Linked DNA regions of Mus musculus: regions 2, 3, 4, 5, 6 and 7 are each linked to region 1. The links are chromatin contacts, called in public HiCAR-type, HiChIP or PLAC-seq, capture Hi-C and promoter capture Hi-C maps. All regions are on one chromosome and are shown on one strand. Each heading gives the region's core, a stretch centred on a gene start, on an enhancer-like site or on the middle of the called end of the contact. The rest is flanking DNA. Distances are from core to core; before and after follow the strand shown. Region 1 holds the start of 4933431E20Rik (RIKEN cDNA 4933431E20 gene). Region 2 holds the start of Psrc1 (proline/serine-rich coiled-coil 1). Region 3 holds the start of Sort1 (sortilin 1). Region 4 holds the start of Sypl2 (synaptophysin-like 2). Region 5 holds the start of Cyb561d1 (cytochrome b-561 domain containing 1). Region 6 holds the start of Alx3 (aristaless-like homeobox 3). Region 7 overlaps Strip1 (striatin interacting protein 1).

What was found. Promoter capture Hi-C pulls out the DNA fragments that hold promoters and counts their contacts. HiCAR-type assays count read pairs that join an accessible place to other places. HiChIP or PLAC-seq counts read pairs in DNA pulled down with a chosen protein or histone mark. Capture Hi-C pulls out chosen DNA fragments and counts their contacts.
Region 2: a contact with region 1 is called in a promoter capture Hi-C map of erythroid cells, with 13 times the contacts expected there. The contact joins the promoter of Psrc1 here to the promoter of 4933431E20Rik in region 1. A contact is called at or near these places in 6 of 39 promoter capture datasets (the 3T3-L1 cell line, cranial neural crest, erythroid cells and 3 more) and 1 of 115 datasets of contacts at active chromatin or transcription factors (pancreatic cancer cells).
Region 3: an H3K4me3 HiChIP or PLAC-seq map of bone marrow-derived macrophages shows a contact between it and region 1, with 4 times the contacts expected there. The contact joins the promoter of Sort1 here to the promoter of 4933431E20Rik in region 1. A contact is called at or near these places in 2 of 39 promoter capture datasets (the C10 cell line and cranial neural crest), 2 of 115 datasets of contacts at active chromatin or transcription factors (bone marrow-derived macrophages and pancreatic cancer cells) and 2 of 9 other capture datasets (adipose tissue and liver).
Region 4: a promoter capture Hi-C map of liver shows a contact between it and region 1. The contact joins the promoter of Sypl2 here to the promoter of 4933431E20Rik in region 1. A contact is called at or near these places in 6 of 39 promoter capture datasets (the C10 cell line, cranial neural crest, erythroid cells and 3 more), 1 of 484 Hi-C or Micro-C datasets (CD4 T cells) and 4 of 9 other capture datasets (adipose tissue, embryonic stem cells, liver and 1 more).
Region 5: a promoter capture Hi-C map of erythroid cells shows a contact between it and region 1, with 6 times the contacts expected there. The contact joins the promoter of Cyb561d1 here to the promoter of 4933431E20Rik in region 1. A contact is called at or near these places in 10 of 39 promoter capture datasets (the 3T3-L1 cell line, the C10 cell line, cranial neural crest and 5 more), 1 of 115 datasets of contacts at active chromatin or transcription factors (pancreatic cancer cells) and 4 of 9 other capture datasets (adipose tissue, liver, macrophages and 1 more).
Region 6: a contact with region 1 is called in a capture Hi-C map of macrophages, with 4 times the contacts expected there. The contact joins the promoter of Alx3 here to the promoter of 4933431E20Rik in region 1. A contact is called at or near these places in 15 of 39 promoter capture datasets (the 3T3-L1 cell line, 3T3-L1-derived adipocytes, the C10 cell line and 9 more), 1 of 15 datasets of contacts at CTCF or cohesin (large pre-B cells), 1 of 484 Hi-C or Micro-C datasets (bone marrow-derived macrophages), 3 of 115 datasets of contacts at active chromatin or transcription factors (embryonic stem cells, neural tube and stem cell-derived neural progenitor cells) and 4 of 9 other capture datasets (adipose tissue, liver, macrophages and 1 more).
Region 7: a HiCAR-type map of kidney shows a contact between it and region 1, with 3 times the contacts expected there. The contact joins the enhancer-like site here to the promoter of 4933431E20Rik in region 1. A contact is called at or near these places in 16 of 39 promoter capture datasets (the 3T3-L1 cell line, the C10 cell line, the HPC-7 cell line and 10 more), 1 of 15 datasets of contacts at CTCF or cohesin (the NIH/3T3 cell line), 1 of 484 Hi-C or Micro-C datasets (bone marrow-derived macrophages), 4 of 115 datasets of contacts at active chromatin or transcription factors (embryonic stem cells, kidney, large pre-B cells and 1 more) and 4 of 9 other capture datasets (adipose tissue, embryonic stem cells, liver and 1 more).

What each region holds. Positions count from the first base shown.
Region 1 is chr3:107,894,481-107,898,021 of GRCm38.p6, forward strand. 4933431E20Rik (RIKEN cDNA 4933431E20 gene) reads right to left here and starts at 1,733. Exons shown (of 3, transcript NR_015459.1): 1 at 1,163-1,733. It overlaps Gstm5 (glutathione S-transferase, mu 5), which reads left to right and starts at 1,374. Exons shown (of 8, transcript NM_010360.2): 1 at 1,374-1,518; 2 at 1,818-1,893; 3 at 2,146-2,210; 4 at 2,808-2,889; 5 at 2,982-3,082; 6 at 3,487-3,541. The coding sequence starts at 1,474.
Region 2 is chr3:108,382,313-108,385,853 of GRCm38.p6, forward strand. Psrc1 (proline/serine-rich coiled-coil 1) reads left to right here and starts at 1,526. Exons shown (of 8, transcript NM_019976.3): 1 at 1,526-1,614; 2 at 1,924-1,973; 3 at 2,062-2,119; 4 at 2,658-3,096. The coding sequence starts at 1,955. It overlaps Gm12522 (predicted gene 12522), which reads right to left and starts at 1,429. Exons shown (of 3, transcript NR_040560.1): 1 at 975-1,429; 2 at 159-484.
Region 3 is chr3:108,282,318-108,285,858 of GRCm38.p6, forward strand. Sort1 (sortilin 1) reads left to right here and starts at 1,747. Exons shown (of 20, transcript NM_019972.3): 1 at 1,747-2,123. The coding sequence starts at 1,824.
Region 4 is chr3:108,224,663-108,228,203 of GRCm38.p6, forward strand. Sypl2 (synaptophysin-like 2) reads right to left here and starts at 1,937. Exons shown (of 6, transcript NM_008596.1): 1 at 1,702-1,937; 2 at 1,461-1,535. The coding sequence starts at 1,755.
Region 5 is chr3:108,198,888-108,202,428 of GRCm38.p6, forward strand. Cyb561d1 (cytochrome b-561 domain containing 1) reads right to left here and starts at 1,947. Exons shown (of 3, transcript NM_001081320.2): 1 at 1,740-1,947; 2 at 1,238-1,275; 3 at 1-828. The coding sequence starts at 1,887. The coding sequence ends at 325. Atxn7l2 (ataxin 7-like 2) reads right to left here. Exons shown (of 11, transcript NM_001289545.1): 11 at 3,341-3,486. The coding sequence ends at 3,472.
Region 6 is chr3:107,593,062-107,596,602 of GRCm38.p6, forward strand. Alx3 (aristaless-like homeobox 3) reads left to right here and starts at 1,970. Exons shown (of 4, transcript NM_007441.3): 1 at 1,970-2,391. The coding sequence starts at 2,115.
Region 7 is chr3:107,611,595-107,615,135 of GRCm38.p6, forward strand. Strip1 (striatin interacting protein 1) reads right to left here. Exons shown (of 21, transcript NM_153563.2): 20 at 3,001-3,205; 21 at 938-1,872. The coding sequence ends at 1,625. Among named protein-coding and RNA genes, the nearest start is that of Gm10961, 18 kb to the right of the region's middle. Within about 2 kb of position 1,562, at least 17 of the 459 cell types and tissues checked have an H3K27ac peak or open chromatin away from gene starts, as enhancers often do. A contact at or near this core is called in kidney, where this site is marked.

The DNA.
Region 1 (3,541 bases), core at 483-2,982:
CCCAGACTTGGGGCTCCGGGAGGCCTGGTGTCTTAGTCAGGATTTCTATTCCTGCACAAACATCATGACCAAGAAGCAGTTGGGGAGGAAAGGGTTTATTCAGCTTACATTTCCACATTGCTGTTCATCACTGAAAGAAGTCAGGACTGGAACTCAAGCAGGTCAGGAAGCAGGAGCTGATGAAGAGGCCATGAAGGGCTGTTCCTTACTGGCTTGCTTCCCCTGGCTTGCTCAGCCTGCCCTCTTATAGAACCCAAGACACCCAGCCCAGGGATGGTCCCACCCGCAAGGGGCCTTTCCCCTTTTGTGCTGTTTTACTCCACAATATGCTTATCATTTTCCGACTAACTTGTGGATCCTGAGCATCAGAATGAGGTTACCTGGGGCTGGAGAGATGACTCAGCAGTTAAGAGCACCAACTGCTCTTCCAGAGGTCCTGAGTTCAATTCCCAGCAACCACAAGGTGGCTCACAACAGTCTATAGTGGGATCCAATGCCCTCTTCTGGTGTGACTGAAGAGAGAGAGCGACAGTATACTCACATATATAAAATGAATAAATAAATCTTTTTTAAAAGATGAGGTTACCCTTAGTGGAGTTGTGTTTTAAATGTAAGGTACTAAAACAAAAAAATAGAAGACATCTCAATAATTTTCATACTACATTCTGAAACAGTATATATTGGGCTACGTAAGTATACTATGGATTCATTGCCTCCTTAAAAAAAAAAAAACTAGAAGCAAACCATTTAAAAACAATCATATGTCTGTCTTGCATTATACTGCTAGTGAACATTATGATCTAGATCCTATACACTCCCCACAGAGCAGAGAGAAAACACTCACACCCTCTGTCTGTCTGGCTGTCCATACCCTTTGCAACCTGCCCCAAATGCTTAATGTTTTGACTCCTCCCATAAACCAGCCTAACTCGACAGCACCTGCTGTTTATCTTGCATAGCTATTTGTCACCTTTCGGTGTTTGCTCTACCCTCCTCTTTCCTGGAGTGTCCTTTGAGGCATTTCCAATGTGCATGACCTATCCTTTTTCACAGTGGACCTGTTTAGTGTCCCCAGCCTCCCTCAGTCTTCACAGAGCCATTTGTATCTTACATAGAAAATGTTTCTATCCCCAAAGTACCTTATACCTGAATCGTTTCCTACCTCGTAGTTTTATGTGCCAGCTCAACTGTGCAACATGACTCACGCTTCCCGGGTAACTAAGGTCCAGGCCCCCACTGCCAGAAGAGTAGATGAAGCATCAACAGCCCTGGGAGAAGTTCACACCGGAGGATTTCAGGAGCCGCAGCAGCTGCGCCTGCGCACCGCCCACTGACCACGCGGAGGGCGGGTGGAGCATAGAGCGAGAGAGGAGGAGACAGTTCGGTCGCGTCAGCCCGGCCCACAGCGTCCAGTATAAAGTTAGCCGCCCACAGTCCATCGCTGTATCCCCGAAGGGGCTAAGATCGCCCAAAATGTCATCCAAGTCTATGGTTCTGGGTTACTGGGATATCCGCGGGGTGAGTGGTCCCTCGCCAGCCCAGCCTCTGGGACAGAGAGGTGCAGGCGGCCGGGCGGGGGTCAGGGGCCGGTGGGCCGATCTCCAGCCTACCTATGGGGTCCCCAGGACTGTGGGTAGAGGAATAAGGTACTGGAAGTTCCCGGGCGTGAGCGAAGGGGCTGCCTAAGGACAATTTCCCTGGACAGGACGCAGGAGCTTGGCAGCGTTGGGTTGGGGACATTGACGGAGGGGGCCTGCGAGCAAGTGGGCACTGCGCAGGCGCGCTGACCGGGGTCTTTCTCCATCCCCTGCTTTTAGCTGGCTCATGCTATCCGCATGCTTCTGGAGTTTACTGATACCAGCTATGAGGAGAAACGGTACATCTGTGGGGAAGGTAATGAATGTCTGTGGGTGCGCTACAGTTGTTTTTTACCCAGAGGGTTGTACCACACCAAGATGGTGTGGGACCCCCTGCTCCTGTAAGCTGGGAACTTTGCCAAGAGAGGCCCATAGAGTTATCTCTTGCTGTTCAGGCCCATCTTTGCAGAAACTCAAGGGTTAGTTTTTGGGGATTGGGAACTTGAGATAACAGGTCTAAGTCTCAGCTAGGTCGGTAACGGGCTTGGGTCCCACTTCTCTCTTACAGCTCCTGACTATGATAGAAGCCAATGGCTGGACGTGAAATTCAAGCTAGATCTGGACTTTCCTAACGTAGGTGGTTTTGGAGGAGTGGGCAGAAGGGAAGGCCTTCAAGTGTATCTGTTTTCACTTCATCTCTGGCTTGGGAGCATCTAGATAGAGACTCTTCACGTTTATAGAATGGATAGAATTCAAGGGTCATTGAACAGAACTGAGAATAACATTTTATTTCCTACTAACGTCTGAGAAACACTAATATTCTCCTCTTAAAGGCAGGCTATAAGAGACATGAGTTGATAGCCAGGTCTGTGACTTTATCACTGATAGATTCCAGGTATTTTCATGGTATCCTAAATGTATCCTCATGTGTCCTGGTTGTTAAAACACCTATTTTTTTTTTAAATGTATCCATAATCACCCTACTTTTACATACTTTAAGGTATAAAATATTTACATTTTGCTTTTTAAACGTCTATATGCCACACATACATTCACAGTGACACACAGGATTAAGCACCCTTGTCTAGAGTCAGGTGAGGACCCAGTGCTACTTTCTATTTATTTAGTTATTTCTCCTGGCTTCTACTCTCACACACCTTGCAAGTCTTCTCTTTTCCAGAGGAGTGGCGGTCCTGGAGGACTAGGTTCACATTAACTTTCCCCTTCTAGCTGCCCTACCTCATGGACGGGAAGAACAAGATCACCCAGAGTAACGCCATCCTGAGATACATCGCACGCAAGCACAACATGTGTGAGTGGGCTGAAGGGGATAGGAGGGAGGAGGCAGTTGGCTCACCTGGAGGTTGGCAATCCTGAGGGTGATTTGTTGCCATCTGGCTGCAGGTGGTGACACTGAAGAAGAAAAGATACGAGTAGACATCATGGAGAACCAGATCATGGACTTCCGCATGCAGCTGGTTCGCCTCTGCTACAATTCTAACCACGTAAGTTTCCTCATCTGGAATCACCTTTGTTGGGTTTCAGGCCAAAGTGCTAAGGATTATTCTGCTCGCTTCTATGGTTGCCATCTTTCTATCAACCCAAACTGGAAGGATTAGAAACAGACTCTATTTTTTGGTGTGGTTTGTCCTGTAAGTCTGGTGTTAGCTCCTCCTCCTTTCCAAAGCCCCAGCTCTCCATCCTGCCTTCTCCAATTAAAGGCAGAAAGAAGCTGCCTAGAGTGTGTCCATCACTGGTCCAGGCCCTGACTATAGCTATTGGGGGAAGGGGCCAGTGTGTGTAGAAGTCCAAAGACTTCTACATTAATGTGGGACCTGGGAATCAAACTCTATTCACCCCCATTGAGCCATGTGTTGACCCAACAATAGCTATTGCTTTTCTTTCCTAGGAAAACCTGAAGCCTCAGTACTTGGAACAGCTACCTGCACAGCTGAAACAATTCT
Region 2 (3,541 bases), core at 276-2,775, 490 kb after region 1:
AGGTTTGGTGGCTGCTGCTAAAATGTCTTCCCTGGGAGAGACATAAACCACCTTGTCTACACCTTCTCTTACCTCCCCAAAGTCAAACAACAGGAGGAATCCCCCACCCAGAGTTTATGCAGAGGAACCAATGAACTCGATAAGATAAGCTTACTTACAGAGCAGTGGGTTAGGGGTGTAGGCACGGATGACCTTGAAGCAGCTCTGGTGACTTCCCTAAGGAGACTTCCCCTTGCCTCTTCCCACTTCTATCCTCTAGCCCCTTCCCCCAAACCATCTGCAGTTAGGACAGAATTGCATACAGCTGGTTGAGAGGGACGGCTGCATACTCAGGTGAAGGTCCCGTGACCTTCTGTCCCACCTCCTCCTTCTATGACGGAAGGTAAACCGTCCACAGGCCCAGCTGTGATGGTCTTTCCGAAGCAGGCGCAACAGAACTCCTGAAGATGCTTGCAGATGTTTGCAGATGTCTCAGAGGATGGTCCTAGAGTAGAGTGGCACAGGCCTTTAGTCCCAGCACTTGGGAGGTAGGGGCAGGAGGGTCGGGACTTCAAGGTCATCCTTGGCTATATGGTGAATTCAAAGGCCAGCATGAGCTACACTAGTCTCTGTCTCAGAAAATAGCAAAAAACAAAGGGAAAAGAAACAGATGGTGTGTGTGTGTGTGTGTGTGTGTGTATCAGTGAATGGAGAGGAGTGGTCTGGTCATAGCCAGTCAACAACATTCACAACAGCAAAGGCTTCTTTCCAACCTGAAGCAAGCCTAGGGTAGAAGGTGGTAGTGACTGTGCTCTAAGGATGCGCCAGACCATGCTATTTGCTGAACTTTTACAGGCCCACCATTAAAGTGCACACATCTCCAGCATCCTGGCGAAGAAATAAATTCTTCACACGAACAAGATCTTTAGCAATAGGTAATCCTTTTGCACTTAGGGAGCACAGCTCTGACATCTTTTATTATTATTACTACTTACTGTTTGCCTGGAAGAATGACTTCTTTGTTATTTATTTAAACTCTTAAATAGCTGCTCATACTCATCGTTTGGGGGTTGGGGTTGAAGCAGGAAGAAAAAAATGCCAGATATCTCAGAGAAGTGGCCTTATGCTAAATGAAGAAATCTTGTGGCTCCAGTGCTGGAGAGATGGTCTATTTGGTGGTCTCTGCAAGTACGCGAGAAACCCAGCAAGGAAACCCAGTCTCAGATGCTGGAATCCAGGAGGTGGGGGAAGAGGCGGGGCTCCAAGCCTACATTGGTTCGACAGTTCTCCCCTTGTCTGACTCGCGGTTAGAAGGAGGCGCTCCGGTACACGCCACCGCGCACTCACGGCTCCTCCCGCCGTTCCGCTGTAGCCCCCTACCCTTTTTGGGAAGTGCCCTTTGGTCCAAGGGACAATCTTCTCCGGCTGACATCCCGACTGCTCCCGACTCAGCCCTGCCCCCTTGGACTCACCAATCGCTGTGCGTTTGTGGCGGGACTGGGTGGAGCCTAAGAAATTCGAACGAAGCTCCGCCCCTCGGGAGCCCTTTCCCGGGAACTGGGAGATTGTAGAAGAAAAGCTTCCTGCGTAGACTGTGAAGCGAGGTGGGGAGTGGAAACCGAGTGTGCGCTGGAGGTGTGGCGGGGATGTGGTGCCGCGGAGTGGAAAATGGGTGGGGTAGGGGGGGAGCGAAATTTCGGATAATAGTAAGGATGGAGGTGAAGACTGACCGACTGAGGAGAGGCCAGGGCGCAAGTTGGCGGATTGCACATCAGGTGTCGAGCTTTCTGCACCTTTCCCTAATATAACGGACTAGTTTCAGGGACACGTGCTGATCCTGCTTTACCACCACCATGCCTCTTCACCCCAGCTAATGCACTCCGAGTCTTGATGGGGCCCTAAGGCAGGATGATAGACACCTGAGGTAGGCATGTTTTCTTTCAGGTCTAAGCCGACTCGCTTATGCTGGCTGAGCATGGAGGATCTGAAAGAGGGTAAGGAAGCCATGGAGGGAGGAACGGGCCCCTGAGAGTCTGTCTGTCAAGAACTGATAGCTGGCATTTATTCTTCTCATCCCTTCAGATATCAAGTTCATTGTGGACGAGACCTTGGACTTCGGAGGGCTGTCTCCATCTGACAGGTACCAGCCTATTTATCCATTTATTATTTTCCTCCGGCAATACATCTGTAACCCTTTACTGCTAACTTATGGGCCTCTAGAACCGTGGTTGGTAATCTAGCAGAGTATGGTACCCTCTGATGGCAGTAGTCTGGTAGAATTGGGCCTCTAGAACACATGCTGGTGAGAACAGAGAAGCTGTAGGGAAATTTAGGGGTAAATGTAAATGAAAGATGAATGTCCCTGGGCATGTTGAGGCATGCCCTGCAAACCACCCCCACACTCCTAGGATAGACTAGAGTGCAGAGAGGGGGAGGGAGAGAGGGAAAGAGAGACAGAGAGAGAGAGAGAGAAGGCAGGAGGGATTTTGAATTTGAGATCATTCTGTGCTATAGAGTTGAGACATTGTCTCAGAAAATGGGAGTAGAACTAAGTTTTCCTCACCTAAAAGCAGTTCTCATGGCCAAAATGGAGTCAGGGTTGGGGATTGTCCCCGACTCGCCGACAGGAATGCCTTCTGCTAGCTGTTGTCCAGCATGGTGCCATATTTGTTTTTCAGTCATGAGGAAGAAGACATAACAGTATTAGTGAGTCCAGAGAAACCACTTCGACGGGGCCTCGCCCATCGGAGTAACCCAAATGAAGTAGCTCCCGCCCTCCAGGGTGTGCGGTTTAGCTTGGGCCCGCTCAGCCCAGAGAAGCTGGAAGAGATTCTTGATGAAGCCAACCGCCTGGCGGCTCAGCTGGAGGAGTGTGCCCTGAAAGATCGGGAGAGGGCTGGTACAGGCCCTGGAAGGCCCAGCCCCAGAGGGAAACCCAGTCCTCGGCGGGAGACCTTCGTCCTGAAGGATAGCCCTGTCCGAGATCTGCTGCCCACCGTGAGTTCTTGGAGCACCCCACCTCCAAGCAGCCTAGCTGGGCTCCGGAGCAGTGATAAAAAGGGGTCAGCCAGGGCTGTCCGGGTGGCATCCGGAAAGAAGCCCTCCAGCATAAAGAAGGTGAGTGTGGAGAGTGGACATGCGTGCGTACACCTAGACAAGGTGCAGGAGACACTGAAGGCGTAGTGTCATTCCCATACAGGGCAGAGGAACACAGTTAATTATCCCCTGGAATTTTTAGGATTAAGCAAATTGGGTTGGAGACCTGGCCAGGTGGCTAGAGTTTGCCCAGCCTAAACAAAGCCCTGGGTTGGATTCTTCAGCATCACAGGAATGGATGTGGCAAATGTAAATTCAAGGTCAGTCCCAGGGGGCTATATGCTGAGCTTGAGACCAACCTGGGCTACTTGACTCCCTCATTTAAAACAAAACATAATAATAATAATAACAATAATAATAATAATAATAAGTTGGTGAGATGGCTCCGTGAGTAACAGCACTTTCCATCAGGGATGATGAAGCTGAGTTCAAGCCTTGTGACCTACATGTGAGGACTGTTGTCTAC
Region 3 (3,541 bases), core at 497-2,996, 390 kb after region 1:
CTTTAAATGTTGTGTTCAAGAAATGATCTTACATACAAAAAGGTATAGCTTTGTGATAATTACTTCATATTGATATTTTTGCTTGGGAGGCTGGTGAAGGAGGATCAAAGACTCTAAGCCACCCTGGGCTACAAAAAAAGACTCCCCAGTTCAACAAACTGACAAAATCTAAACGTTAATGGAACTAAATAGCTAAAAGATGTATCTGGTAGTTTCTCCAGCAGGTAGCACTGTTGAGTTAGCTTTCTTCTTTCCCCATAGTAAGACAATAGACCATTCATCTTTGTCACCCAAACAAAGAAATATTCCTTTGTAGCCCCCTTTTTCCCCTCCGTAACTGGTCACATGCTACTGTAACTGACTGCCTTGTGATCTAATCCATACTTGACACGAATTAAAAATAAGTTGTGCTTAAAAATAAATAATGTGGCGTTTATATTTCTGGAAAGAAAACACACTCATCAGTTTTTATCTTGTTCAGTGGCTCAGAAACTGGAGGGCTTTTCTGTTGATTTGCCATCCTGTTCCGCTTTCCAGAGCTTCACAGCTCCCTTCTTACTGTGGTTTTGGGGAGAGGAAAAACTCCCGAGTACGTAAATAGTTTTGTTTGTACTATTCCGTGTGCATACTCGGGTAGGCCTGCCGTTTGAGTTTACTGTTAAAGTTAAAAGTAACTTCCAATGGCTTCCACTCTGGTATAACATTTTGCATACTTTGTATCTTTTTATCTGGCTTCCTGAGTTCCGACTGAACAACTTGAAATGTTGGGAAGAGGTGGAGTGAAGTTAAGGATTTAGAACTGGTTTTACCAGCACTGCATGTTCTAAAAGTTGTGTGAGCAGCTTCTGCGGTGTAGGGAACAGTGGGGAGGTTATTTGCTGGAGGTGGGTATTCATTTAGGAGGCATCATATTCAGTGAGGGAATTGGTGTGATGCACTTACTGCAGGGCTAAGGGTGCTTTAGGTAACTAAAATCAGAATGTGACTGTACTAAAATGATAATATATAAAGTGGGCTTTAGGCAATTCTCTTCCCGTATACCTACACTTGGTGGCAAAGCTACCTACATTTCCAAGTCCGCAGAAGCCAAAAAGTACTTTCGCCTCTTGACTACCTCCCTGCAGATGAGGAAGGTGACTGAGGCCAAACATGTTGGAAAGACTTCTGCGGCTTCCATGAGACACGGGTGTAATGATGTTCATCTGCCCCATAGGATTTTCGCATTCACCTTCTTGGCTCCTTCAGCAGACAATGGGCGAGCCAGCGAGCCGGGGTTAAAATCCTAATGTACCAGTTTATGTCGGAGCCCCTTTTCCAACTGAGAGTAGTAGTTCAGGGATTCCCTGGCTTTCCCAGGCGCGGTTTCCACCGAAGGAAATTTTTAGGAGCGTTTGGAGGGGGGTTGGGAGGAGGGTGGAGAAGGCGGCAACGTGACCCAACCCTAACCCGAGGGTCTCCGGAAGCGCCGCCAACCTGCAGGCTGAGCGGGGAGGGGAGAGGGGTAACCCCTAGGCCAACTCCGGGAGCCCAGCCCGCAGACGCCGAGCGACGGTGGAGAATGACCTCAGCCGTCCCTGCCACGTTCCAGCCAATCAGTCCCGCATCTTGGCATCCGAATCCAGGACCCCCGAAGCCGGAGGCGACGCGAGCCAATGAGGAGTGGGCCGGGAAAGAAGGACAGGCGGCCAGCCTATTGGGGAGGAGAGGCCCGGCTGCGCGTATCCAAGCAGCGCGGGGCCGAGCTCGGGGGTGTGGCGCAGCGCCGGCGGGGGTGGGCGGGCGCGCCGGGTGGCAGGTGTCAGCGGCGTCTGCATTCGGCAGCGATGGAGCGGCCCCGGGGAGCTGCGGACGGCCTTTTGCGCTGGCCCCTCGGCCTCCTCCTGCTCCTTCAACTGCTGCCTCCTGCCGCCGTCGGCCAGGACCGGCTGGACGCGCCGCCGCCGCCCGCGCCTCCTCTGCTGCGCTGGGCCGGTCCGGTCGGGGTGAGCTGGGGGCTGCGCGCCGCCGCGCCCGGGGGCCCCGTCCCCCGCGCTGGCCGTTGGCGCCGCGGCGCGCCCGCCGAGGACCAAGACTGCGGCCGCCTCCCGGACTTCATCGCCAAGCTGACCAACAATACGCACCAGGTGAGCGCGCGAGGCCCGGGCGCCCGCCCCGGTTGGGTCGCCCCTCCGGGCCCGCGGCCCCAGGCGGCCGCTCCGCTCCCATTGCACGCTTCGAGGCTAGCGCGAGACCCCGGTTGCGGAGGGCGGCGAGGCGCGGGGGCGGCGGGGGCCGGGGTGGCTGCGGCCCGTGGGGCTGTGTGTCGTCATAGCCGAGGCAATCCGAGACTTTGACTCGCTGCATTCTTTGCTTCTGCTTCTTAAGTTGTCAGAATCTCCCGGTCATCCCCCCCCCCCCCCAACCCCCACCCCGAATATAGAACGCCGGGTCCACCAACGCTGGTACCTACCAGGAAGCTGGAGGCATAATTACCCCTTGAGTGATCGCAGAAGTTGGACAGCCCAGAAGCAGAGGTGTGCCCTCCCTGGGTCGGTACTTTTGAGGTTGACGTCCAGAAATCCCACAGCAGTTGTTAGGTCATGGCTTGTGTTTCCATAGTTAAAGGAACACTCATGGAAATGAAAATGACATTGAAACCCAACCGTGAAATGATATCTCCCCTGCTCCCTAAAATTAAAAACAAAAACAAGCAAACAAAAAACTGATTCAAGATGTTTCCTCAGGATGCAGGCTCAGAACCCTCTAACCTGACCCAAAACGACCTTGAGAGGTATTCCGAACCAAATTCCTGTGTGCAGAACCCAGAGAACAGAAAACGGCCTCTAGGACCTAGATTAGAAGCAATTGCAGAACAGCTCGGATCATCCAGAAGTTCCATTAAATGGCTTTACAGAGTGGCCAACTGTCCCAAACAAGAGTCTGGTTTGTAACCAGTCAGCCCCCTCTTTCTGCATACTACAGGATCTTTAAATCCCTTTGCTCCAGACCCATTCTGGAGATTGGCTCCAGTGTGCTTTGTTTCCTTGTAAGTTGACCTATTAGGAGACTCTTTTTGCACAAGAACTGGTATTGGCTTCTGTGTGTGACCCGCAGCCAGCTGAGATCCTGTCATCTGTCTCATTCCTTCAAAATTGACTTATAACCTTGTGTTGAACCCTTACTGGGACACCTCTATCCTGTCCTAATTTCTAATAACTATGAAACATTCTGCAGATAGTCACTTTAAGCCTGCTCTTGTCAAGACTTTCAAAGATTTGGTGCTTCTGTTTTGGGCACAAGAGTCTGAACCTTGACACACTGCTGCATTGAGAAATTGTTAGGAAAGTCTTGGTTTCAGCAACTAGGACATCTTCCTCCTCCTCCTCTTTTTTTTTTTTTCCTAAAATTAACAATTGTTGCAACCCATGTATGAGAAAGGCATTTTCAGTTCAGTGTATTTTCTGTGTTATGTCTTTCCTTTTTTTCCAAAGAAAGACTGTTCATGAAGGTGGCCGTGGGTGGCTGGAGTTCTGTACCCGTTCTTTGTTTACATTCCATTTCA
Region 4 (3,541 bases), core at 687-3,186, 330 kb after region 1:
GACAACCTGTCACTTTCCATTAGATCTACTTGTCTGGTTTATATAGCACGTATGTCTTGTTCCTCAGGATCTCTCAGCGCCTCCCTGCTTCTGAACCCCAGTTCCTTTGAAACCTTACCTTTCCTACTCGGTCCCCTCTGGTACTCAAGTCAGAACAGGGAAGGTCAGGAGGTGAAAGAGTTCAGGCAACATTGGCCCCACTCTTGAGGCAGCAGAGAAAGTCTCAGAGTTTATTTACTCTCAGGACTCCCAGGCTGGCCTGCAGCCCATTAGGATCTCAGATACCCAGAGACAATCCCAAATGCCCTCCAGATTTGATGATTTCCATCCAAACCACAATTACTTAGGATTTAGTGACATCGTGCTAAGTCCTATCTCCTGTGAATTCAAAGATCTTTAGAACTTGGTTCTCTTGGATATTAAGGGTAAATTGGTCCCTAGCTGAATCCAGTGCTTGAGGGTACAGTAATAACTTCATATAGAATCTGGTATATGGCTTGTCTAACAAAATCTTTTCTGCAAGAATGCACAAAATGTTCCCCAAATCTTTATGATTTGAAATGCTGGCTGCATCTCAAGGACCAGTGAAACAAGCCAGTATTCCCACTAGACCAGAGAAGGGGAAACTGAGGCCATGGGCCGGTGAATGTTTCAAGGTCACAGGGTAAATCTAATATTGAGCTATACTCTAGAATGCTGACAGGCATTTGATCCATGTTTGACTAATGTTGGAAACTAGTGTCCAGAGAAGTGACTTGTCCAAGGTCATAGAGCTGAGACAGGTAGCTCTAGGCCTGCAACCTACCATCCCTCCTTCCCGGCTCAATGTTCTGTTATGCCAGCTGTCACATTTTCTTCTGTCTTAATTGGTTTTTTTATGTAATCATTGGATTGGGAAACTGTTCATTCATCCATCCATTTCTTTACTCGGTTACAGTTTCCCAAATTGCTCCAGTGACTTCAGCTGGTAGTCTGTCTCCTGAGTCCACCCCAGGGATCATCCAGGTCCTAGAAGGTTCCAGGCAGGATGGTTTCTGTAACCCATTTCCTTTCCTGGTGCCTTTAGTAGTAGCGTTGTTCTCACTGCAAAGTGGACCTTACCCTCCTTGTCCTCCTCACCCCTCCCGCCACTGAAGAGTGGTATGTGCAGGATCAGAGTTCTGGAAAGGTTACACCCGGGTCTTCTCGTCCGAGTGAAATGTGAGCGCCCTGGGCAAAGGCGCCTTGCACATAGAAGGTCCGAATCCGGGACTCCGCATGCCGGGCTCCTCTCCCTCCTTCCACCGAGCGCTGGAGCAGCAACCCTGGTTCTCCCCTCCCCCGCCCACCTGTCGCCACCCCCCACCCTTCCGCGGTGGCTGGGCCCGCTGCATCTCCCCAGCCTCCTCCGGGGCCACATTGCTTCGGGTCCGCGTCACAATCCAGGCTCCCGAAATAGCCCGGGGTTAGGGCCGACTCACCCACTGGAGAACTTTGATGAAGCCCAGCGGCTCCTCCAGGCGCTGCCAGCGCAGCCCCAGGAGCAGGCGGTCCACCTGCGGAGACAAAGCCAGCAGACGGTCAAGGCGGGCCGGCCCGGAGGGAAAGCGTGGGGCTTTCTATTCACATTGCGGGGGCGGGAGAGACGGAATCAGACACATTCGGGACATCTAGGTAGACAGGGACTAGCGAGAGTCCACAGGCCGGGTACTCGGGGCTTACCTGCTGGCGCGGAGACTTGTCCGAGGTGCGGCCGGGGCTCTCCGTCGAGGACATGCTGGCGCGTCGGGGCGCAGTGCAAGGGTTCGACTCCCTGGCCGGGAGGCTGCGTGGGGCGCGGGGGCGCTGGGGGCGGCGGGCTCGAGGCCGTGGGCAGGCCGGGCTCCAGGCTGGCGGGCTGGGTCGTGGGGGCGCTGCTGCTCGCGCTCTCGGAGGCTCTGTCCGCCGCGCTGCCCCGCCGGCTGCAGAAAACCCCCGAGTCCGATTCAAACTTCTGTCAAACAATCTGGCGGACTTGGCAGCCGAGTCACGTGGCGTGCGATCGCGAACCCTGCTCCCGCCCCTTGCTCTCCCCTTTTTCCGCGCGTAGGGCGCCTTAAAGGGACCTGTGGAGCCTGCTAGCCGTCGGGCTGCCAGAAGGCTCCGGGGTTTTTGCCAGAAGCTTCCAGGATGGGTCCCCACTAGAACAGCCCAGCTGCTTCAACGCCACGGCCAAGGTCAGGAACCTACACGGGATGCGTGGGCTCTAGTGCAGCTTTCCCGATTTTCCTGGGTTCTGTGGAAGGGTTTTCTTCTACAAATACCGTAGTGACTAGAGCACACAAGATTTACCTAAGGCATTCTTAGTGCTTCTGCTGCTGTAACAACGGCGCTCCACCAGCCAGAACAAAGAACTGAACTTTTACTTCGCATCAGACACGGTCTTACTTTTTAACAACAAACAGCGTTTGGATGTTAATGAGTTTTAAAGTTATCAAACTTTAAAAAGTAAGAATTCGATCTCCTTTTAACCGCCAACACTATTTAAATGAGAATGAAGTCTCGGAGGAGCCGTGGGAGTGGAGATTAGCGTTTGTATTGAAAACTAGGCAGAGTTGCAGTTTGATTGACTTTGAATGGGCCTAATTTTCGAAAAGTGTTCTGCGGTAGCCGGAAGTGAGCAGTTGCTAGTATTACACATTAGGTTTACAAGGAGTGGAAATCTAGGTAGTTAAAGATGACTTCATTTACCCAAAGAAGCTGAATGAGCCAATGGGCGGGCCCAGGAGGAAACCAGCCTTCCTTCTTTGCTCTTAACTCTCGTCCATCAAAGTCATTTCTTTGATGATCTGCCACTATGCTTCCAGCATTTCAAAACCAATGCTTTTTGATTAAATGTTCTGCTGTTATTTATACAATCCAGCCATTGGATAAATGTCTTCCCAAACCTGGCCATGAGTGTGTGGGGAGGCAACCAGCTAAGGCTGGAGTTGAAGGAAACTTCTGCCATGGAATTACATGCAAATTTGGGCTAAATAAGGAATTGCTGAGTCCACAGATATGCCCGTAATAAATCATGGGGACAGGAGAAATGGTTCAGCAGTTAGGAACATTGCTTTCTCAGAAAACCATGGTTTGGCTCCTGGAACTCACATGGCACCTCACACACATCTGCAATTCCACTTCTAGGCTATTCATGGCCCCATTTGGCCCCTGGACACCAGGCTTACACATCAGATGCACATACACGCCTCAGGCAAACACTCACATACATAAAGTAAGGATCAATACATCTTTTAAAAGTTATTCTGCTGTCTTAGATTCCTGTTCTACAGTCATTTCTGTACTGAGGTGTATACACCCAAGCCACACAGATATGAAATAATATATATTACTGCTAGTCGGTGGTGGGACACACCTTTAATTCCAGCACTTGGGAGGCAGAGATAGGCTGATCTCTGAGTTTGAGGCCAGCCTGGTGAGTTCCAGATCAGGACAGACAGACACAGAGAAATCCTATCTTGAAAAACCAAATAATATTAATAATAATAAGATAACAATAAATAATACATATTACCAACAT
Region 5 (3,541 bases), core at 697-3,196, 300 kb after region 1:
ACCTAGGAGAACTCTTCATCAGGCACACAAGAAATCACCACCATCACCATCACCATCACCATTACCACCACCTAATACTTCTGTCTCCCACCAAGAGTGAGGTTTCAGGTTCTCCCAAACCTTCCACTTGTACCCAGTAGGGCATCTCCCCCTTTGAGCCCACTGTATCATGCCTCAACAGTAGCAGCTAGGGTTTCTGCACATTGTGGCTCAGCCATGAAGTGCAAAAATTCATCTACTTCTGAAGTGGGTCCTGTGAAGATCACCAAGGAACTGTTGAAATCCAAGGCAAGACTCCCACCTAGATTCAGAGTTTGGAGGCGTTCATATCTCCACCTTCTTCCTTGGCAAGTAGGAGCTGGAGATCTGGTGCATGATCACCAGGGCTGGGTACAATGGTAGTCCCAGGCACAGGTACCAGGCTGTACCTTTGATCTGGGCCTGGAACCACACTGAGTACATGCCCAAGAGCACCGTTACTGTAGCCATCAGGTAGACAACCAGGCCACACGTCAGATGGTAGAGCTTGAGGCGAGCCACCCTTGAGACCCGGGCTGCTCGTGGACAGAGGAGGCAGAGCCCACACAGTGCCTGTCCTCCAGTGGCCAACAGTGTCAAGGCTCCTATCCAGCTGTGCCAGGACACCAAATGGGACATCTCACTTCGGATCTTGCTGGAAATGATGAAGCCCAAGCCTAGGACAGCACAGAGGATGGCCATGGTCTGCCCTGCCCAGTGGAGTCGAATCCGGGTTTTTCGAGAGCAGAAGAAGAACAGGGAGTGCTCAGGTGAGAAGAGTAGAATAGCTTCAGCCATGCAGAGACAGAACTGTAATCATAAGGAAAGGCCAGTGAGCCTCTAGTCTACATGGAGCGCAAGGAAAAGGAGGTCTTCTCACACATTCAGAAGGACACGGGGAAGCTAAGGACTTGCAGCCTCACACACATCCTTTCTGGACCACAGAACAGCAAACATTCTACTGAGAACTTTCTACTGAGTTCTGAGGACAAAGCCTTGATAAACATCCTTCTTGCGTCTTCCTTTTAGGCACTAGAGGAGAAATATCTTCTGTTCCCCCTTTCCCTGACCTTCTCAGCCACCTGACACTTTACTCCACTTTCCCCAATCCTATAGGTTTTAGGGAAAGATGAAGCCCTCTTTAAACCCATCTCTCTGACCCTTAGGCTGAAAAACTGAATGTCTCCCCAAGAGTTAATCTAAGAATATCCGAACTCACCGCCAAGGCCATGAACACAGGGTGCCAGGAGAAAAGACCTAAGTAAGAATCAAAGAGAATAGGCTGACGGCTGGGCTTCACTGATACTGTCCCGTGGTTTGTAAATGACAAAGACCGGGCCACAAGGTCAGCATATCATCTTAAACCTAAACAAGAATCAGGAGCTCACCACAAAGGGAGGAGTCAAGGGGCCCTTACACCCCCTTGGCCTGGGGATTGCACTTGCTGCAGCCCAGTCCCTAGAGTACCTTAGCCTGCCCAGGACCCTCTAACGCTTTTCCATGTAGGGCCTCCTAAGGAAGTATCAGTTCTGTCTTTTCAAGCCCCACCCTCCCTGGACTTCCGGGAACCCGCCTACTACGCTTTTACAACCACTCCCGGACCCGCCCCTCCTCAGCTGAGGGTCCAGGTTTCCAGTCTCCCAGTGCGCCCAAAGCGGCCCCTCCAGCGCCTAGGCTCCGCCCCTTCTTTGGCCCCGCCCCACCTCGCCTCGCACACTCACTGGTTCCGGGCCGGGACAGCACAGTCAGAAAGATGGTGAAGCCCAAAGCTATCAGGTGCGCCAAGATCCCACTGCCTCTCCGCAGCCAGCGGGTCAGTCTCGGCTCCCTCGCTGGAGCGGGAACCAGACCTACCTCCATGGAATGCATAGCAGTGCCAGGCCGGCCGGCACAATCCAGCTACCAGAGGCTTCTTCCGGGTTTGCTATCGCGGAGGCGGCGGCGGCTACAGGAGAGGCTCCTCCCCGGGGAAGCTGCGGGGCCGTGTGGCGGAGGTGCCCACAGCGCCCTCTGTAGAGTGGGGGGGAAGCGCCTCGGCCCCAAAGGGCGGCTCCCGGAAACCTCCACTGACCTAATCGAGCTCCCAACCCACCTTCATTCTATCTTTGTGTCTATAAGGGTATCTCAAGAGGTCTGCGAAAATTACATCGGTAGCAACTGATACCAGCGAAATCCCAAATCACACACTTGATTCGCTGACCCAAGAGCATGAAACCAGTGTTCTGAGCAGCTTTCTAGAAGTACTGGATTCCCTGGACTGCTTACTTCTCAGACATTTCTGGCTTGTTCAAGAGACAAGATTTCTCCCTGTATTAACATAAATGAAAAGCCAAAACCTAGTGATCTAATCTGATGACTTCAGGTATGAAAACCAAAAGAAGCAATCTCATCATCCCTGCTTACAGGCGTAGTTGCTCCCCATCCCCTCCCTCCCACGCTGCCCCCTCAAAATATTCCAGATCCATGGGGCACTTTCAGCCTTTGCTGCCGCCACAGTAGAACCAGAGCTTTCCACAACCCCAAGTTCTGCTACACTATTACCTCCAAAAAGGTATGACCCAACCTAAAGAGTTCTATATGGGAGAAGCTTTACTCCGTTCAGGGCAAACTCACAGAAGAGACCAGAATGAGCTGTCCAGTGGGTAGGGAAATGGCTCTGTGGTTAAGAGTGCATATTCCTCTTGCTCAGGGGGCTCACAGCTGACTGTAACTAGCTACAGGGGGATCCCACACGTCTCGCCTCCGCAGGCATCACATGCGCATACCCACACACAGACACCATAATTAAAAAAAAAAAAAAAAAAAAAGCTGTCCAGCACTTCTAGAGCAGTGATCGCCAAGCTCAACCTCTGCATGGCTGAGGAACTAAGGCTGGTTTTAAGACATGGGAAGGGCAAGAACAGCCATTTGTAGAGGGATGGAAGCCCAGAGTAGCTAGAAAACCAGAAAGGGGCCATAAGCTAACTCCCACAAACCCTCAGGACAAAAACCCAAGGATGGCGTCAGGTGTGAGACCCCTTCCCTCTCAGTTCTTTCCCAGTGGAACCATAGTTGTCGCTCTTAAGCCTCTGGGGTGCCTGCTCACTCAGCGTCATATGCCTTATCATCCTCTCTGAGAAGATTCCCAGGGATGCCAGCTCCAGGTTTCTGTGTGCAGTGTGTGTGTGCTGGGGTGTACACTGCCTGTCATCCCAGCCTCTCGGGTTGGAGCTGCGGAGAGTAAGGACACTCACTCATTTGGCTACATCAGTTTCCATCCTTTTCTATGTTTCTGGTTTTTATATTTTCTTAGCAGCAACAGAACAGGGAGACAGTCTTGAGGTATTTTAAAGAGTTTTTTTTTTTTCTTAAAAAAAATAATATAAAGTTATAAAAAGCGGCAGCAGCCTGGGGCCCAGATCTGGAGGGGAGGAGGTGCTGGCGGCTCCGTTGCAGTGGGCAGGCACTTTCTCGTTAATGAGCTTTTGACTGCAGGGAGACAAGAGGTAAGAGACAGGGTCAGGCTAGGGGCCTACCTGTTATC
Region 6 (3,541 bases), core at 720-3,219, 300 kb before region 1:
TGTCATCTGGGACCTCCTGTCTCCTTAATCCAATCAGAAACAGTGTTATGGCATGGAAAATGCCTCTGTTTAGAGCAAAAAAAATGTCAGAGGAATTTCCAGAGCTGAGAAGGGTTTGGGTGGGTCTGTGGGGCAACAGAATCCTTTGTTCAGCTCCAGTGTCAGGGTCATTTAATCTGAAGTCAAGAGACTTCCATGGATTCAGTGATAGAACCCTGAAATCTGGGTTCCCATTTTCTTGAGAAATCACCACTGTCATTAAGTTAACATGGTATGGCAAAATACTAGTGATTCTCAAATACCCAGTCTATAGGTACATGACCCATTTTTATGACAAGAAAAATGAGGCACCTAGAGCAAAAGGCCCAGTGTTTAATCCAAGCTGCCTTGTTTAATTTGTTGATGGCATTGGTCTTGTGTCATACTTTCATCCTCCAAATTAAGCTGCTTGGTAACTTTGTTGATTAGATGCCCTGAAATGATACAACCTTCTAGACAGTCAACACTACCTCATTGACAATTATGGAAAACCTTTTATTAATAATCAGTTCAGCAGTGTCCACAGCTGAGAGCCAGTGGACTCCCCTCTGGTAGAGGCAGAGGGGAAAACCTCATTTTAAGCCAGGCTTCTCTAGCTGGAAATATCAGCCCCAGGTGCTCCCATCTCTGCCTAGCCTGCAGTCTGTGATTAGGGGCCCTAATGGCCATAATGCCTCCAATGTGGTGTTTAAGCCAATAAGGCTTCAGAAAAGTTACGGTATGTTTAATAATGGCTTAATGACTCCTTGTGAGATGCAAGGCTTCTGGTTCCTGTTTGGCCTTGATTTACAGCCCAACTCTGGCTGAGGACAGCCAAGAAACCTCCTCTAAGCCTCCAACGGAAGAGGGAGGTGTTCACACCAGGCCTCTTAGATTCCTTTTAAAAATGAGAATTCAAATAGAATACAAATGATGTTTGACTCCCTGCCCCTCTCGCTAATCTCCAGGGGTCCTAAAAATATAAATGTTTTAACCCGGACCTAAGGGATCTTTAAGCTCGGGTCCAAAGGACCTCTGGTATTTCTTCCCAGATCTTAGGCACAGTAAGGATTATTCAGTTTCAGAAAGGCTAAGCTATACCCTAATCCTAGGCTTCCTTTGGGTCGAGGAGACTCACCTTTGGGAGATGCAATCCTACCCTCGCTATGTCTAAAATAGCAAGCCTGAAGCAGTTAATTTGCAGTGGATCTGAGTGACATTCAGTTTATGCTGCTCAGAAGGACAATGACCCTTCTGCTCTTCCATAGCTGACCCAAAAAGCTACCTGGGCAGACCACTGTGAAACCTAGAGATCTCTCTGTCTGTTTTGGCCTGCCTGGGCTTTGGAACTCACCACCAAATGTAGATGGACCACAGTCAGCTGAAAACGCTAAGTGAGAGGTTCAAATCACAGATAATCAATGACAGTATTGAGGCCCAAGCTCCCAAGCCCCCTGCTGTTTCCACAGCATCCAGTCTCTAGGATGTCCAGGCAAAACAAGTGTCTAAGGGAGATGCCCTTGCTTTTTTCCAGCTACCAGCAAAAATAAACCGAGCAAGGTGAAGGGGAAACTCTACCACAGTAGAGGCCTCTCTTCTCAGACTGATGTCAGATCAGGCCTCAAAGAGAATGTTGGAGGAGGGATGGGGGAGGGTGCGGGGGTGGGGAGGATGTCTGCCCTCACCGTTTCACCTCCCCAGGGCCAAGAGCCACTAAGATGGATATCAGGACTTGAGGGTGCAGCTCAGAGCCAAGGACTCACCCGACTGCTAGACAAAAGGGATCCTGCCCTCGAAAGGAAGCAGCTTCCCTCTCTTCTCTTCCAACTGCTTGTGATACCAGACTCGGGGTGAATGGGGTGGGGTGGGGGTGTTCCTGGGCTCCGAGGGGTTAACCCGCACGGGGCCGCACGTGACGTGGATGGTTCCAGCATTAAGTCAGAGGCGCGGCCCCCTCTCCTGCCCCCCACCCCCCGCGGCGCGCGCCGCTCCCGGGGGCTCCGCGCCCCCGAGCCCAGGTCCCTCCCCCTTGGCTCACAGGCCGCGCGGGTTAGCGGGAGCCCCGGAGCTCCGGCGGCCTGTGAGCCCGAGCCGGCATGGACCCCGAGCGCTGCGCGCCTTTCTCCGTGGGGCCGGCGGCCGGTCCTTACGCGGCCGCGGGGGACGAGGCTCCGGGTCCCCAGGGGACTCCCGATGCTGCGCCTCACCTGCACCCCGCGCCACCCCGCGGTCCGCGCCTGAGCCGCTTCCCGGCCTGTGGGCCCCTGGAACCCTACCTCCCAGAGCCCGCCAAGCCGCCCGCCAAGTACCTGCAGGACCTCGGGCCAGGCCCGGTGCTCAACGGCGGCCACTTCTACGAGGGCTCCGCGGAAGGTAACACGCCGGGGGTCGGGGGTGGTGGTGGAACCCCATGTCGTTCTTATCCCCAGCCCTTCCTGGTCTCCCCGACTCTCCCGCTTTCTTGCTTCTTAACTTTGGGTACGTCTCGCATTTTCCACGATTCCCTCGCTAGATCGCTGCTGGCCTGGCCGGACAAGGCCAGGGCATTGGGGACCGCAGAATCGCCTGTGTCCCCGGCCGGCAGAGGCAATGGGAGGCGGGAGGTCAAAGGAGGGTGGAGTAGGGACGATCTTGGGCCCATTCCGACCCCCAAGGTGATTGAACCTGGGAGGAGAGATCGCGCTCATCCGGAGCCGAGCCTCTCTGCCACCGACCCAGAAGAGGGGACTGGGTGGAGGGCCCCGGAGCCTAACTGGGCCCCAAAGCTGGGAGAGAAGAGTTCTGCTTTTGTGCATGGCGCCCGCTGAGGGCGTAGAGGCTGGGCCTCGACTTAGTGGCCAAACTGGACTCAGCGAGGGAAAGGCTGTGTCCTGGACTTACCCAGCTCTCATCCTCGGGCCCAGCCTCTGCAGGAAAAGGTTTTCTGATGCCGTTAAGTCGCTCCGCAGAGTGGCGGTGGCTGCTCCCCCTCAGAACTGGGACTGTCTTCAAGATCAAATAACTATGTTCTTGTTTCTCAGATTAACTTGGCCTCCCCGTCGCCACGGGGATGGCTACCCTTCTTGCAGTTGGCATCTCGGCACCGAATCATCACCGCTGAGCCGTCGGAAGCGGTCCCGAACTATCCTAAATCCCAGGGCGCATCCCACTCCGGGGACCGTGCCCTGTGTGCTAAGGCGGGTCGGACCGTACCATTATCTGAGAATGCGCCTGAGTGGCAGGGCCTGCCAAGACTCTTTTGCCGCCCACTGTACTCGCTGACCCACGAGTGGCTCAGCACCCACGCCCACCCCTCGTATGCAGCCACATTTCGTAGCCTAGACCCAAAACTAGATCCCGGGAGATCCGCCAATGCGGCAATCGCCTGCTCCTCGCGGGCCTCCTCAGAGAGGCTGGGCAGCGAGCAGCTCCTGGCTTCGTCCCGTCCGGGTGGCGGGAGTGTGCAGGGGAGGCCCGGGAGGTGTGTTGGGGTCATCGGAGGAAATGAGCAAGTCCGCGGAGCTTCGTGTCTAATGCCGTTTGA
Region 7 (3,541 bases), core at 312-2,811, 280 kb before region 1:
CCTTCCCCCTGGCTATTATTAACCATGCCGCCACATGAAAGCACATCCCGGCACTTAGCAGGTTGCAGACCCAGCAGGCACTGTATCTAAATACCAACAAAACAGGCTTGCCCTGGAACATTTCCTTTCTCAGTCAAGGCTCTCCTTTTAGAGATTTAAGATCTCATACATACGGCCTATAGGGGACTTCTAGGAATTACGAAAAAGAACAGTCCTGTCACTAAAGTCACAAGGAGGTTAAGCCTGAAGAAAGGAGCCTGAGGCTGCTATCTGAGCCAAATGAGGTTCTAGGACTTGAATGGATCTGTTCCCCTTGTTTCTCCCTTAGCCATAGGAGACACCTGCACTCTCCATCACTCTCCCACCATGAAACGGATTCCTGATAGCTCTGAGCACACAACTATCCTCTGTCCCAACCAACTTCACTTAAGCCTAGTACTAACTGGCTTGGCTGAGGACAGCTGCGGCGCGTCATCCCGAGAAACTTGACGTCTCTACTGAAACTACAGCAAGCCTAGCAGTCAGGACCCTGATCCTCAGCAAACCCAGAACCCTAAAGCAATGTGCCCAGACTGATGTGGGCCGACGACCAAAGTACTAACCCCTCCTTCCCTCTACAACAGGTAGAAAAGGCAGGAAGGCAGGCAGGCCAGAGCTTAGCCGGGTAGCCTGTCATGCTGGGGAAAGGGATTCTTGAGAGAACTGATCATTTTCAGGCCATATTTCTCAGAGAGAATCTCACATAGCCTAGGCTGAACTTGAACTATGTAGTCAAGACTGACCTAGAACTTCTGATTCGCCTGCTTCCACCTCTCAAGTGCTGAGAGTACACGTGTGTGTACCACTACCCAAGGCTTCTTTCCTACCAGGTAGGCACTCTAGTGCCTGTGCTGCATCCCCAGTCCCCAGAGCCTGCATCTACACACAAGGCAACACGGACAGTTTTGCTTTCTTTTAATGTAAACAGAATACACAAACACAATAAAAACCCCACCATGACACCAGAGATCACACAGAGTTTTGTATATTTACAGGTCATGGCAACCGAGAGGAAACCGGCACCTCTGGCTTCAGGAAGCCTCACTCCACCTTTGACCACATCCAAAACCAGGGTGCAGAGGCTGTGTGTCCATCACTTCTGGACAGAACTCAGCAGGATGCTGGGATGGCACGAGATAGTCCCAGAGCACAGCCAAGGTGCTGACTCTGTTCTTGGCCCTCAAGCGGACCCTCCTTCCTGACCAGCTGACATTGCCAAAGCTGCCCAGGAGTCTGTGGGACCTCACGATACAGCTGCTGTCGAGAAGGGATGCCAGGCCCGGCTCAGCTTTCCCCAGCCTAGGGCTAACTGTGAAATGAGTTTCAATCGATCATATCCAAGAGAGGAGGGTAGAAGCTGGGCAAGTGGAGGGAGAGTAGATCCCAGCTTGGAGATGACAGCTCCTGAGTAGGATGCTGGGAATCAACCAGAGGCTAACCTGGGTTCACTCACAGGCCCAGGGCAGGCTGTGGAGGACTCAATGGAGCTGTGCTGCCACCTGGAGGGGAACAGGAGCACTGCAGCAATGGTGAGGACAGTCCCTCAGGTATGAGACAGACAGATCATGGTCTTTTCCAGCCCTCTTCACTGCAGCAGCTCTTCCCAGGAAATGGGCTTAGAGAAGACCTCCCTCTCTAGCCATAGGTCATAGTTCATCTGGAAGTCCTCAGGAAGATCTACCCGCTGGCCCAATACGCTCTGCAGGCAATTGTCCACTGGCAAGAAGTCAGGGTTGCTGTGGGTCCGGTCATAGCGCCGGGCATTGAAGCGTTCAATGTTGGCACGGAGAGCACACTCCTCTGCCTGGAAGTCCCATGGCCGGGCATCAAGATCTGGGGCAAAGCAGAAAACTCGGTTAGGAGTCAGCCCTATAGCAGCTCCCCTTGAGTAGGAGCGTGATTTTAACCAGAAGATCATCTCCAAAGCCCATCCTCAGGAGAGGATAGTCAAATATAAGGAGAAAATCCTTAACTCTGAGAAAGAGACTTGTTCCCCCAAAACATGTCGACAGACAGGAGAGTCCTGGAAAACTCGTTTTTAAAGCACAGTCTCCCCTTGGTTCTAGATGACAGAGATAACTCCGAGACTCCATCATCTGCTCCTCCTCTCACCTCCATGACAAAATGTCATGCACCACCTTGAGCCCAGATGCCAGGCATAGTCACAGAGTGATGTGACTGCGACAGTGTAACACAGCAACACCAGGTAAACAACAGTTAGACTGGGAGGATGTAGATATCCAACAGTCTACAGAGGCCCAGGAACAGGAGGCAACATGGCTAGCGCTCAGGGACCAAGTGTAGTTTCCCTCTGTACCTGTACAGTCTATTCTCAGGCACAGAGGGCACACTGGAGAGCATGGGCATCTGTGGCTGCTGGGATCTGCAGAGCTCCTGAGAGCAATCCTCAGCTGGTACTGAGGTTTCATACTCTGTCCTGGAGTCTTGGGTGTGACAGAAGCTGGGTACCAGCACACAACGGGCTTGAAAAGAAAGCTGCAAACTCTGGGATCAGGCAAGTGAATGATTGCCCCTCCTGTCTTAATGTTTAACTTCATTCCTATGGGAACTAGAAAGCTAACAGGAATCTTACTCAGGGGCAACAGCATAGGATGGGTGTGTTGAAAAGATTACAGGAGCCAAATCTGAGGCCAACAGTGGGGAGAAACTAGAGGCAGAGCCGGTGAGGATCTATAGATTTAGGTAGCTGCAGTAGGGATAAAGAGGGGATGGAATCTTATGGCAATTTCTGGAAAAGACAGGATTTAGAGTGGAGGGACAGAGAAACAGATGAACACAGATACTGAGTAGCTTCCCAAAGTCTTGCCCAGAGCCACTAAAACTAGATCCCGGCCCTGCTCAGTGCCTAAGGGCAGAGAAAACTAAGGTACCACAGGCAAGGAGTCAAGTCATCCCTTGTCCTACCCTCTCCCACTCTTGCGGCGTCATATGTGGCCTCACCATTGCCGTACGCCCAGTCATCGTTCAGCCGGTGCCGCACCTTCTGGTAGATGGCAGACATCGTCTTCATGTTGCTCTTGCGCCACTGTCGCCCCAAATACTTGGTCTGCACCTTGAGCAACTTCAGCACGTAGAGCTGCATCATGGCCTGCTTCACCTTAAGGGCCCGCTTCAGGATGGGTGCCGACTTGAACACCACCAGCATCTGGGCGGCCATGGTGGCGGCCATGGTGAGAAAGCAGTAAGTGTGAGTGCCACTACATGGTCACTTAGCACTTCTGGGGTAGCAGACAGGACCACAAGCCATGCAGTTTCTCTTGAACTCACTGGTTCACTGGCACCTGAAGTGTTAGGCACTAAGACAAGCAGAGCTATAGCAAACCACTAAGGTTGCAACCCTAATTATGGCTCACTCTGTAATCTAATCTCTGAGAACTCATGGACCTTCCTTGTTCCAAAGCATTGCAGGGCTAAGGTGGCTCCTGACTCCTGCCCATCACTTCCCACCCAGGATCAGAAAGATCAGAAAGTGTCTGTGGTT